Linked DNA regions of Danio rerio: region 1 is linked to region 2. A link is a contact called in public Micro-C data. All regions are on one chromosome and are shown on one strand. Each heading gives the region's core, a stretch centred on a gene start, on an enhancer-like site or on the middle of the called end of the contact. The rest is flanking DNA. Distances are from core to core; before and after follow the strand shown. Region 1 holds the start of col12a1a (collagen, type XII, alpha 1a). Region 2 holds the start of zgc:113372.

The links. Hi-C and Micro-C count contacts between places; a contact is called where the count stands out from the background.
Region 1: a Micro-C map of caudal fin shows a contact between it and region 2, with 15 times the contacts expected there. The contact joins the promoter of col12a1a here to the promoter of zgc:113372 in region 2. A contact is called at or near these places in 2 of 18 Hi-C or Micro-C datasets (caudal fin and an unstated tissue) and 1 of 4 datasets of contacts at active chromatin or transcription factors (caudal fin).

Annotation. Positions count from the first base shown.
Region 1 is chr17:56,035,080-56,040,738 of GRCz12tu, reverse strand. It overlaps col12a1a (collagen, type XII, alpha 1a), which reads left to right and starts at 2,697. Exons shown (of 49, transcript XM_073927627.1): 1 at 2,697-2,790; 2 at 3,616-3,721. The coding sequence starts at 3,652.
Region 2 is chr17:55,689,403-55,694,759 of GRCz12tu, reverse strand. It overlaps zgc:113372, which reads right to left and starts at 1,662. Exons shown (of 4, transcript NM_001431091.1): 1 at 1,365-1,662; 2 at 104-178. It overlaps zgc:171599, which reads left to right and starts at 1,879. Exons shown (of 3, transcript NM_001111221.2): 1 at 1,879-2,152; 2 at 3,006-3,304. The coding sequence starts at 3,136.

The DNA.
Region 1 (5,659 bases), core at 1,448-3,947, 340 kb before region 2:
CATATTAGATGTTTTATACACCATTTGTAGAATTTATGAAACTTTACATTGTACCTCTATTGGAAACTGCCATTATGTTTTTGTGAATATTTACTCGAATATATAGCCTGACTTATATCCAGAGAATCTAATAGTCAAGTTATTTCCTCCCTCATAGCAGAATAATAACCAATAACCGCCAGAACAACTTCCGTGGCGTTTAAAAGAATAAGAACTTCAAAATACCCTCAAACTACTCAACAATGAGGAAGTCAGTTCAGTATTTATGAAGTAAATGTGTCTCTGTGGGATGAAACGTAACTGTATGACGTGACAGAATCTCCCTCTAGCGTCAGCGGTGAAGTATGAACTTCAGTAGGCAGCTGAAGTATGTGATTTTGGAAAGCAGCCCGCAAGCGAGGCGACGGCCAAACTCCTCTGATTTTGATGAACGAAAGTGTCTAAAACTCGGCAAACCAACAGTGAACAGTGCTGGGTGAAAAAAATATGTAATACATTACAATCTTAAAAGGGATATAGTTCACCCTAAAATGAAAATTCTGTCATCATTCATTCAAACCTTTATGAATTTCTTCTGTTGAACACAAAAGGAGATGCTTTGAAGAATGCTGGAAATCTGTAACCATTTAATTTCATAGTATTTGTTTCCTGACGTGATTTTTTTTTTTTAACTGCGCATTTCAGTTTGACTTAGACCACTAATGAACATTGGGTACCTGCAATGAAAAAAAAAGGTTTACCACCATATAAAAAATATATATATATATATATATATATATATATATATATATATATATATATATATATATATATATATATATATATATTCATTCATTTTCTTGTCGGTTTAGTCCATTTATTAATCCGGGGTCGCCACAGTGGAATGAACTGCCAACTTAACCAGCAAGTTTTTACACAGCGAATGCCCTTCCAGCCGCAACCCATCTCTGGGAAACATACACACACACACATTCACACACACACTCATACACTAGGACAATTTAGCCTACCCAATTCACCTGTACCGCATGTCTTTGGACTGTGGGGGAAACCGGAGCACCCGGAGGAAACCCACATGAAGGCAGGGTGAACATGCAAACTCCACACAGAAACGCCAACTGAGCCGAGGTTCGAATCAGCGACCCAGCAACCTTCTTGCTGTGAAGCGACAGCCTACTGCGCCACTGCCTCGCCTTATATAATAATAATAATAATAATAATAATCAGATTTATTCATACTAAATAATTATAATGTATGTATAGTGTCTGACTCCAGCGACGCTCCAGGGACAGACGAGTCTTCATTGAGGCCATCTTCCAGCATAAACCACGGCGAATGAAGCTCTGCACAAGACTTTTGGCCAGCGGAGAAATTAAAATGGTCGTGCCCAACTGAGTCTGGTTCTCTCAAGGTTTTTTTTTTCTTCACTCCCATCAGGTGAAGTTTTTTTTCCCTCTCCGCTGTGGCCACTGCCTCGCATGGTTCAGGATTGGTAGAGCTACGCATCGATGAATTTGCTCTTCAGTGTTTGAACTCTCAGTAATGATTAAATCACACTGAACTGAGCTAAACTGAACTGAACTGAACTTAAACACTAAAACCTGAACCACACTGTTCCAGTTACTATGACCATTTATGTGAAGCTGCTTTGACACAATCTACATTGTAAAAGCGCTATACAAATAAAGCTGAATTGAATTGAATTATGTTTTTGGGTAATGGGGCGTGGCCGTTGTCTATAAACCCCCAGGGGTTACTTTGATGGGCTGCACTACTGCAGCACAAAAGGAAGGGAAACATTTCAGTTCGTTTGTATGCTGTCTGAATTGTTTGTTTGAGACAATTACATGTGTTCCAATGGGAGTAATAAATAGTCAACCACACTGCAAAAAATGCTTTTCTTGCATAGATTTTTTTTGTCTTGTTTCTAGTCCAAATATCTAAAAATTCTTATATCAAGAAATATTTTCAAGGCAAGCAAAACATATGGTCTTGTTTTCAGAAATAATATCCCAATATTGAGGGAGTTTTACCTTGAAACAAGCAAAATAATCTGCCAATGGGGTAAGCAAATTAATCTTGTTTTTCCTTTTGACATAAGATTATTTTGCTTACCCCATTGGCAGATTATTTAGCTTGTTTTAAGTGAAAACTCACTTAATTTTGCCATATTATATCTTAAAACAAGACAGTATGTTTTGCTTATTTAGAAAATGTTTCTTGATTTAAGGGTTTTTAGATATTTGGACTAGAAACAAGACAAAAAAATCTAAGTAAGAAAAGCATTTTCTTGCAGTGCACATAGTTTCTATATGGTTCTAGTTTTTTTTTTCGGTGGGGGGTTTGGTGGATATGGGGTGGTTCGCCCAGGGTGCCATTTAAACTAGAACCGCCACTGAATCGAAGAGCATGCTAAATTATCAAAAATGACATCAATTATATCTTCCAAATGCTTTGTGGTGTTACTTCTGACTCACTTTTCCTTCGGAGAATCACAGACGTAATTTACCTCAGAGGGAAAATAGAGCCAGCAGCACATCTGCATCCCGCTGAGGTGGATTTCAGCACATTCCTCCTCCAGAGCAGAGCTCGTATCTCTGATGTAAAAGAGGGGGCTCCATTCTTGAGGAATTTCGTCAGGGAGTAAAAGTTGGGAACAACCCCCTATTTAGTGTCAGGTTGTGCTGAGAAACCTCCCATTCTCTCCTAGGCTTTCCCTCAGTGCTGGAGCAGCGAGTCTGACTGCAGGACATCGGCTTTACATCTCTGAGACCCGCGCAGTTTTACAGGTCGGGCTGACATTTCTTTACTTCAGGATCAGCTTTTTTTAATGAGTTGCTGTTTGGGTTTATAATAATTCGGCTCGTGGGTGAAATTGTTTTGAGGTTAAATAATTGTTATTGGAGATGTTTTTAGCGTCTGAAAAGTCGTTGTTTAGGATATTATATATTTAGAGGATTTTTATAATTTCATTAATTAACGCATGCTTATTTAGTCTTTTGTTGCCATTTTTGGTATTTAAAAAAAACATTTTTATGTTTAAATGTTTACCAGAAACCAAACTGATATATTTATCAATGTACGTCCCATAGCATATTTATCAGATTAATGATTTTGCGTTGTCGCTCCACTTTTGTTTACATCCACGTGGTGGCGCTCGAGAGCTACAATGCAGATTTCAGTGTAAATTCTACACAATAATTCATATTAATTGCTTACAATGATTTAAACTCGTTTAGACTACAGAATGACAATATTAAGCACAAGCTATTATTGCGATTATCAGGATGATCTTAAAGGGACAGTTATTAAAATGTTCCTCAAGTAATTTCATCTTTTATAAGTTTTTTCTTTTTTTCTGTTGAACACAAAGGAATATATTTTGAAGATGAAAACTTATAACCATCGACTACCAAAGTAGGAAAAATAAGTCAATGGTTACAGGCTTCCAACATTTTTCTAATTATCTTCTTTTGTGGTTTACAGAAAAAAGAAACTCAAAGTATATACTCTCAAATATTAATTTTTGGGTGAACTTTCGCTTAAGTTAAAATAATGTGCGATGATTACAGAAGTGCTGGTGAGGTATTTATATTTTTTTTCTGTCTTTGTAGATTAAGTAATGAGCTGCTGACTGTGTGTGTGTAAACATGAAGATCAGGTTGTCTTTGGCCGCTGCTGCGCTCTTGACTCTAGTACTCAGTTCAGTAGAGGCTCAAGGTAAAGTTCACTACATTTTATTGATGAATATATGTCATTTTAATTAAAACTAATGAAATATGTCTTGTTCATACTCAGACACTAGACACAAACTTAAAATTGAATGAACTGTTCAGTTATGAAACCACACTTGTTTTATTATCTTCATAATTATTTTGTTTTATATACTTGCACACTACACAGTTGAAGTCAGAATTATTAGCCCCCCTTTGATTTATTTTTTATTTTTTAAATATTTCCAAAACAATGTTTAACAGAGCAAGGAAATTTTCACAGTATGTCTGATAATATTTTTTCTTCCGGAAAAACTCTTTTTTTGTTTTATTTCGGCTAGAATGAAAGCAGTTTTTAATTTTTTAAACACCATTTTAAGGTCAATATTATTAGCCCCTTTAAGCTATTTTTTCAGTAGTCTACAGAACAAACCATCATTATACAGTAACCTAATTATCATAACCTGCCTAATTAACCTAGTTAAGCCTTTAAATGTCACTTTAAGCTGTATAGAAGTGTCTTGAAAAATATCTGGTCAAATATTATTTACCGTCATCATGGCAAATATGAAATAAATTAGTTATTAGAGATGAGTTATTATGTTTAGAAATGTGTTGAAAAAAAACTGCTTTCCGTTAAACAGAAATTGGAGAAAAAAATAATTTAGGGGGGCTTATAATTATGACTTCAACTGTATATTAATCTCAGCTAAGCTAGAAATATGTGATTTAATAAATATATACCCATAAAATATGTTATATTTGTTTACAAATGTTACTTTTTATGCTATGTATTTAAGATTTGTTACACACACACACAAACACACACACACACACACACACACACACACACACACACACACACACACACACACACACACATATTCTACTTAACACTTTAAGCTTGAAAAATAGCTGTGTAGTCTTGCATTTGTGGCGAGGCTTGTCTCTGCAGATCCGCATTATGAAACAGCAGTCTGGGACGGTCATCACCTCCTCCGTGAGTCAGTTACTGCCCACTAAATTACTGTAATGGGGCTGCTTAATTGCTTGAAGAGCTGGAACGAACATTTCTGTTAAACATCATCATTATTAAACATCAGGAAAAAAAGGTCCAACTGCAGACTTTCCATATGTGAACGAAGGGAAACATTGGGCATTTATTGGCTCAGATAGAAGTTAAGCATCACATATGGTGGTCAACCATTTTTACATTTTTATTTCAGATACTCCATGTTTTAAAATAGAAATTACTTAAAGGGACAGTACACCCAAAAATAAAAATCACCTCACTAGTTTTTTTCTTCTGTTGAACACAAAGTAAGTTACTTTGAAGGCAACCTGTAACCATCGACTTTTGTAAAACAAATACTATGAAAGTCAGTGGTTTCCGGTTTAAAACATTTTTCTAAATATCTTCTTTTGTGTTTAACAGAAGAATGAAACTCACAAAGGTTTAAATCATGTAAATTAGGGGTGTCCAAACTCGCTCCTGGAAGGCCGGTGTCCTGCAAATTTTAACTCCAACTTGCCTCAACACACCTGCACGGATGTTTCTAGAAAGCCTAGTAGGAGCTTGATTAGCTAGCCCAGGTGTGACTGATTGTGGTTGGAACTAAACTTTGCAGGACACCGGCCCTCCAGGACCGAGTTTGGACACCCCTGCTGTAAATAGAGAGTCAATGATGATAGTTTGGGTGTACTGTCTCTTTAATTTGGACCCTGTAAGCTGGGTCAGGGTTGCCAGGTCCGAGAACAATTTTCACCCTAAAATCAAATCATCTTAAAAACTCATTTGAAAAGAACTACATTTTAGATTCATTCATTCATTCATTCATTCATTCATTCATTCATTCATTCATTCATTCATTCATTCATTCATTCATTTGGACGATTTTAGCTGTCTAATAAAATAAGCTGTCTAATAAATAATGTTAAAAATATA
Region 2 (5,357 bases), core at 413-2,912:
AGTCTGCTAATATGATTTCACAATTTAAAATTAGCAAAGAATACTTTTATCAAACTATATTTAAGGAGAAAGTCAGAATGGGTGAATTTAAAACCAACTGTACCTCAATGTGTCTTTGATAATGCTGTGTGGTTGTCGGCTGCTTGAATGAGCACAAATTTTGGCGATTTCACAAAACCTGTCGGTGAGGAAACATAGTTTAGAGTTGGTTTTATATTCAGACTTTCTCATTTTATAAAATATTAAAACAGAATGTAAAAAGGCCGATGTCAGATCAATCATCATGACTTTCAATTATTCATAACTGCATTTTAAAACAGCTGATAAACACGCTTATCACAATAGAATTTTTTACGTCATTTATGAAGAATATCACTAATATGTGTTCAAATGAGATGTTATCCCTTTTTTTAATTATATAAATGATTAAAACCTTTTTGAAACAGATCATTTGTATATGATTCATCACATACAACATTCTAGTGGTAAAGTTGGTATTAGATTCGCACATTCGTTCATTTAGAAGTCTCTATATTGTTTACCATGTTACTTTGAATATTCGATCGGAATTAGCATGCAAGTATGACTTTAAAACAACATTAACACTATCTATATCACTGTGAACAATGTTGTACTTTAATAGTCACTGGCTGCTAATATGACTTCCCTATTTACAAAGAATACTTTTCTGAAATTATATTATTAAGGAGAAAGTCTGAATATCCAAATATAAAACCAACCAATTCAAAAAATGTAATGGGGTAAAGTTGGTTTTATATTCACACATTCTGAGTTTCTCCATAATAATATAATTTCAGAAAAGTATTCTTCGCAAATGATAAATAGTAAAATCAAGTTAGCAACAAATGCAGACATCAAAGTACAACATTGTTCACAGTCAAATAAATAGTGCTAATGTTGTTCTCAAGTTATACTTACATGTGATTTCAGACCAAATATTAAAAATACCATGGTAAACAATACATGATAGAGGTAAAGTTGGTTTTATATTCGCTCATTCGTGTGTTGTTTACCATGGTATTATGAATATTCGATCGGAATTAGCATGCAAGTATGACTTGTAAACAACATTAACACTCATCTAATTCACTATGAACAATGCTGAACTTTGATAGTCATTTGCTGCTAATTTGATTTCCTTATTTACAATTTGCAAAGATTACTTTTCTTACTTACATTATTAAGGAGAACGTCTGAATATCCAAATATAAAACCAACTTTACCTCTATCAATATATGGAGCATGACACAAGTTGTCTCTTAATGAAGGTGCAAATATACACCCAACTTTACCTCAATACTAAACGCCGCTTAACTCTAGCGAGCAGATACAAAGATATTTACTGTTGTTTGGTCCCAGTGATGCGAAGACCCGACGACCAGGGCAGATGACATTGGAACAACTGTGTCAGCAGAACCAACAATCGTCTTGAAACCAGCTTCTTCTACGACTTTCAGTCATTTGTTAGTCACCCGTCTGGACGCAATGACCGATTTCAGTCCATAACTAACCAAAAGCAACTTGAAGCTTGGCGCGCGACGTCGACAGTCTTCAGAGAGGAAGACTACACTTCAAACAAAAGCATAATAAAGAAAAGAGTAAAAAGGAGTCTCCAACAGACCCTACTTCTTCTTACAGTTTACGGCGGTTGACATCTATCATCGTTCCGGTGCGCCACCTTCAGCTCTGGTGTGTCGATCAGTCTGTACTTCATCGCTGACACTCCGGAGCTGAAGGTGGCGGTAATGCAACAAAACGATGACGGACATCAAGCGCCGTAAAGTGTACAAAAAACATGCAGGATCCGTCAGAGGCCACACGCAGATTGCTAATAGCTGTTTTCTTTATTATACTTTTGTTTAACGTGTAGTTTTCCCTCATAGAAGACTTTCGACATCGCGCGTCAAGCTTGAGTCAAGTTACTTTTGGTTTGTTATCGACTGAGATCGGTCATTACAGCCAGATGGGAGACTAACGAGACTGAAAGTCGTAGCACGAACATTAAATCATTCCATATAAAAAAAAAATCTGGTTTCAAGACGATTGTTGCTTCTTCTGACAGAGTTGGACAAGTTCCAGTGTCATCTGCCCTGGTCGTCGGCTCTTCGCGCATCACTGGGACCAAACAACAGTAAATATCAGTTTATATCTGCTCGAGTAAAGAGGCCTTTAGTTTGTGCCACAACTCTATCAGCACCCACAATAGAGGTAAAGTTGGTTTTATATTCGCACATTCGTTCATTTAGCAGTCCCTATATTGTTTACCATGTTATTATGAATATTCGATCAGAATTAGCATGCAAGTATGACTTGAAAACAACATTAACACTGTCTAATTCACTGTGAACAATGTTGTACTTTGATAGTCATTGGCGGCTGATTTCCCTATTTACAATTTGCAAAGAATACTTTAATAAAATTATATTATTAAGAAGAATGTCTGAATATCCGATTATAAAGCCAACTTTCATTCAGTAATTTCACTTTGATGGCAAAGAAAAGGTTATTTTCAACACTTTTAACATGAAATAACTGAACATAAACACAAGAATCTGAAAAAAAAATGCTCACTGTAGAAGAAAATTTCAGATGGCACTTTGAGGTTTTTTTCTTCTGAACTCGTTATATGCGTTTCTAAAGTAAATGTATAACTACCATACCAAGTGTTATGTTTTTTTCTTTTATAAAATAATTTTTAAGTTGTTACCCACAGTCGATGGGTTGTCTGTTTTTTTAACAATTTGTAAATTTCTTGGTTTATACTTATCTATTCCTGTATTGATGTTTGATATGTTCAACTTGTCATTTTTTTGCAATTAAAACCAGTTAAATTTTTGATAGTATAATAACAAAAAAAAAAGATTTTGTAGTTGGTTGCATTAAAAATTGAAAGATTGATTGAAGCAAACATAAAATGTTAAGTAAAAGAAGAAAATATTAACTAAAGAGAAAAATATTAACTGAAATCTCTTTAATCTTGGCAGATCTCTTCCATCTATTAAGCTCCTCCTCCTGTAGTGAAGCTCCTCCTTCCTTTTAGTTCAGCTATAAATTCTGGAATATTCCCATCTGATTGAAGTGAAATTGCAGAGTTTATTGAAGGACAGAAAGAGCATGAGTGATCCAGAACTGTGCAGAGTTAAACAGGAAGAGACCGATGACAGAGAGAACATGAGTGACTCAGAACCCTGCAGAATTGATCGGGAAGGCACCAAGGACAGAGAGAACATGAATGATCCAGAACCCTGCAGAATTAATGAGGAAGAGACCGAAGAACAAACAGGTTGGTGTTTTTTTTCTGACCCTTTATTAACGATGTTGATGAATTTTAAAGATAAAAACCTTTGAACTGGTTTATTCTGTGCAGTATACGTTAAAAAAATTATAAATGTAAAAAATAAGTAGTAGACGCTTGCCCCTTTCACACATACAGACCTTTGTGGAAAATGAGTAGCAATTTTGTATGTGTAAACAGGCTCTTTTGTAAAATATCGGTAAATTTGTAATGGCAATTTTCAGGAAAGAAGGTTGTAACATTACTGGTAATTTGCCGGAAAGAGCGCGTTTGTGTCTAGAGCGTGCTGACAAATATTTCGCTAACCAAATCAGCCACTTTTGACGCTCATAAACAATCATAAAGCCTTCGTACTTAGGAGGTTTGCTAAAGGTGCGCAGCTGTGATTCAGTGAGGCGTTTGAGTCATTAATAAATTACTACAGTTTGTGTTCACTGAACAGTAATAATGATTAAATAATCCACATTAAACGGTCCCTTAAAAGTCACGTCTCGCTTTCAGTTTCGGGCTTAGGTGCATTTTGCACTCACACACACAAGCGTACCGTGCCAAAGCCCAAGTGAACCGCGCCTGAGCCCGATTCAGAGCACTGTTTGGATAGCATAGTGTGAATAGGCCCTAATATCCTTTGAACATTTTTCCAGACACATTTAGCTGCTAGATGTTAGTCAGATTACGTTTCTGTTCCTTCTTAATGCCAACTGTGTAAAAAATATCGATAAAATCCTTATGATAAACCGCCGTCCGTTAACCTTCAAGCTGTGCTTGACGTATGTGCACTAGAGCTGCACAATTAATCGCGATCTCGATTCGACCCCCTAGATGATCTTAATTCTGCATTTCTACGATTCTGCCAATCATATTTTCAAGTTCAGGAGAGAAGAAAAGGCGGCTTGTCGAGTCTTTTCTTTGTTTCAAATATGTTGCTCAGTGACATTGACACCTCCAAATGATGTTGAATGAGTCACATACTGTATTTATAAGGTATTATTCACCTAAAAAAATGTCAATTTTTGTCTCCAAATAATTATGTTTTCGCGGCTGGGAAATCACACGTGACGTGACCTGCTGACCGTGAGCAGAAAAGGCGCGCGTCTACTTTAGTGAACAGAACCTGCATATGTTGCGAGTAACAGGTAATACAGTTGTAAATAATATTCAGTTTGTGGCACAGAGTGATCGTTTGGGAGCCGTGCGGGAAGTATTAACAGTACTTAGCAGTCAAAATGAAACCGAAAGTGTGCACTTCATTTAAATGATCATATCGCATTTTAGAGTTATGATTACGACAAGCATTTGATATGTTTTTTCTTTCATAGCGAACCCACAGTTGTGCATGAAAATAAATGTCAGTATAACTACTCTAGCCTATATAATGTTGAATATAATCTGATAATGGCAAATGTCTGATTTTACCAGTGAATAAAATTGTCTAATATGACAGATTGCAAGCATATATCTCAAACATAATAATTCAACATCAGAATTATTATAAGTAGAATAGAATTTTTTATAGAAACCAGTAGACCTACACATAATAGTATTATCAATGTTGTGCCATCTGTTTGTTTTTACCATACCTTTATTTTACATCTACAGAATCGTAAAGAATCCTGATCTTTATTTTAAGCAAAAAAATCGAGATTCTCATTTTAGCCAGAATCGTGCAGCTCTAATATGCACGTGAAGGAGCCGGTAAATGCCAGCGCACACATACTATGAACATCTCGACATCTGAAAGTGTTCCTCCAAATGTTTTCATATAAGTTGTTCACAATATTTATCCATCTATGTAATTTACCATGTAATGTTGTCAAGCGTTTTAACACGTAGCTGCAGTTCGCGTTTCTGCCTTTAGGTGTCTTACAAAGCAGCCGCATAAATGGTTTCATTTTTATTTAACACTTTAGCATCAAGAAAAGCCATAACTCTTCGATGTTTACAAATACAAGCGACACCGTTTATAGATCATTTCTGGTTAATGATGTCAGAATTTACCGGTATTTTGGAATGGATGTGTGAATGGTCTTTTCCGGAAAAT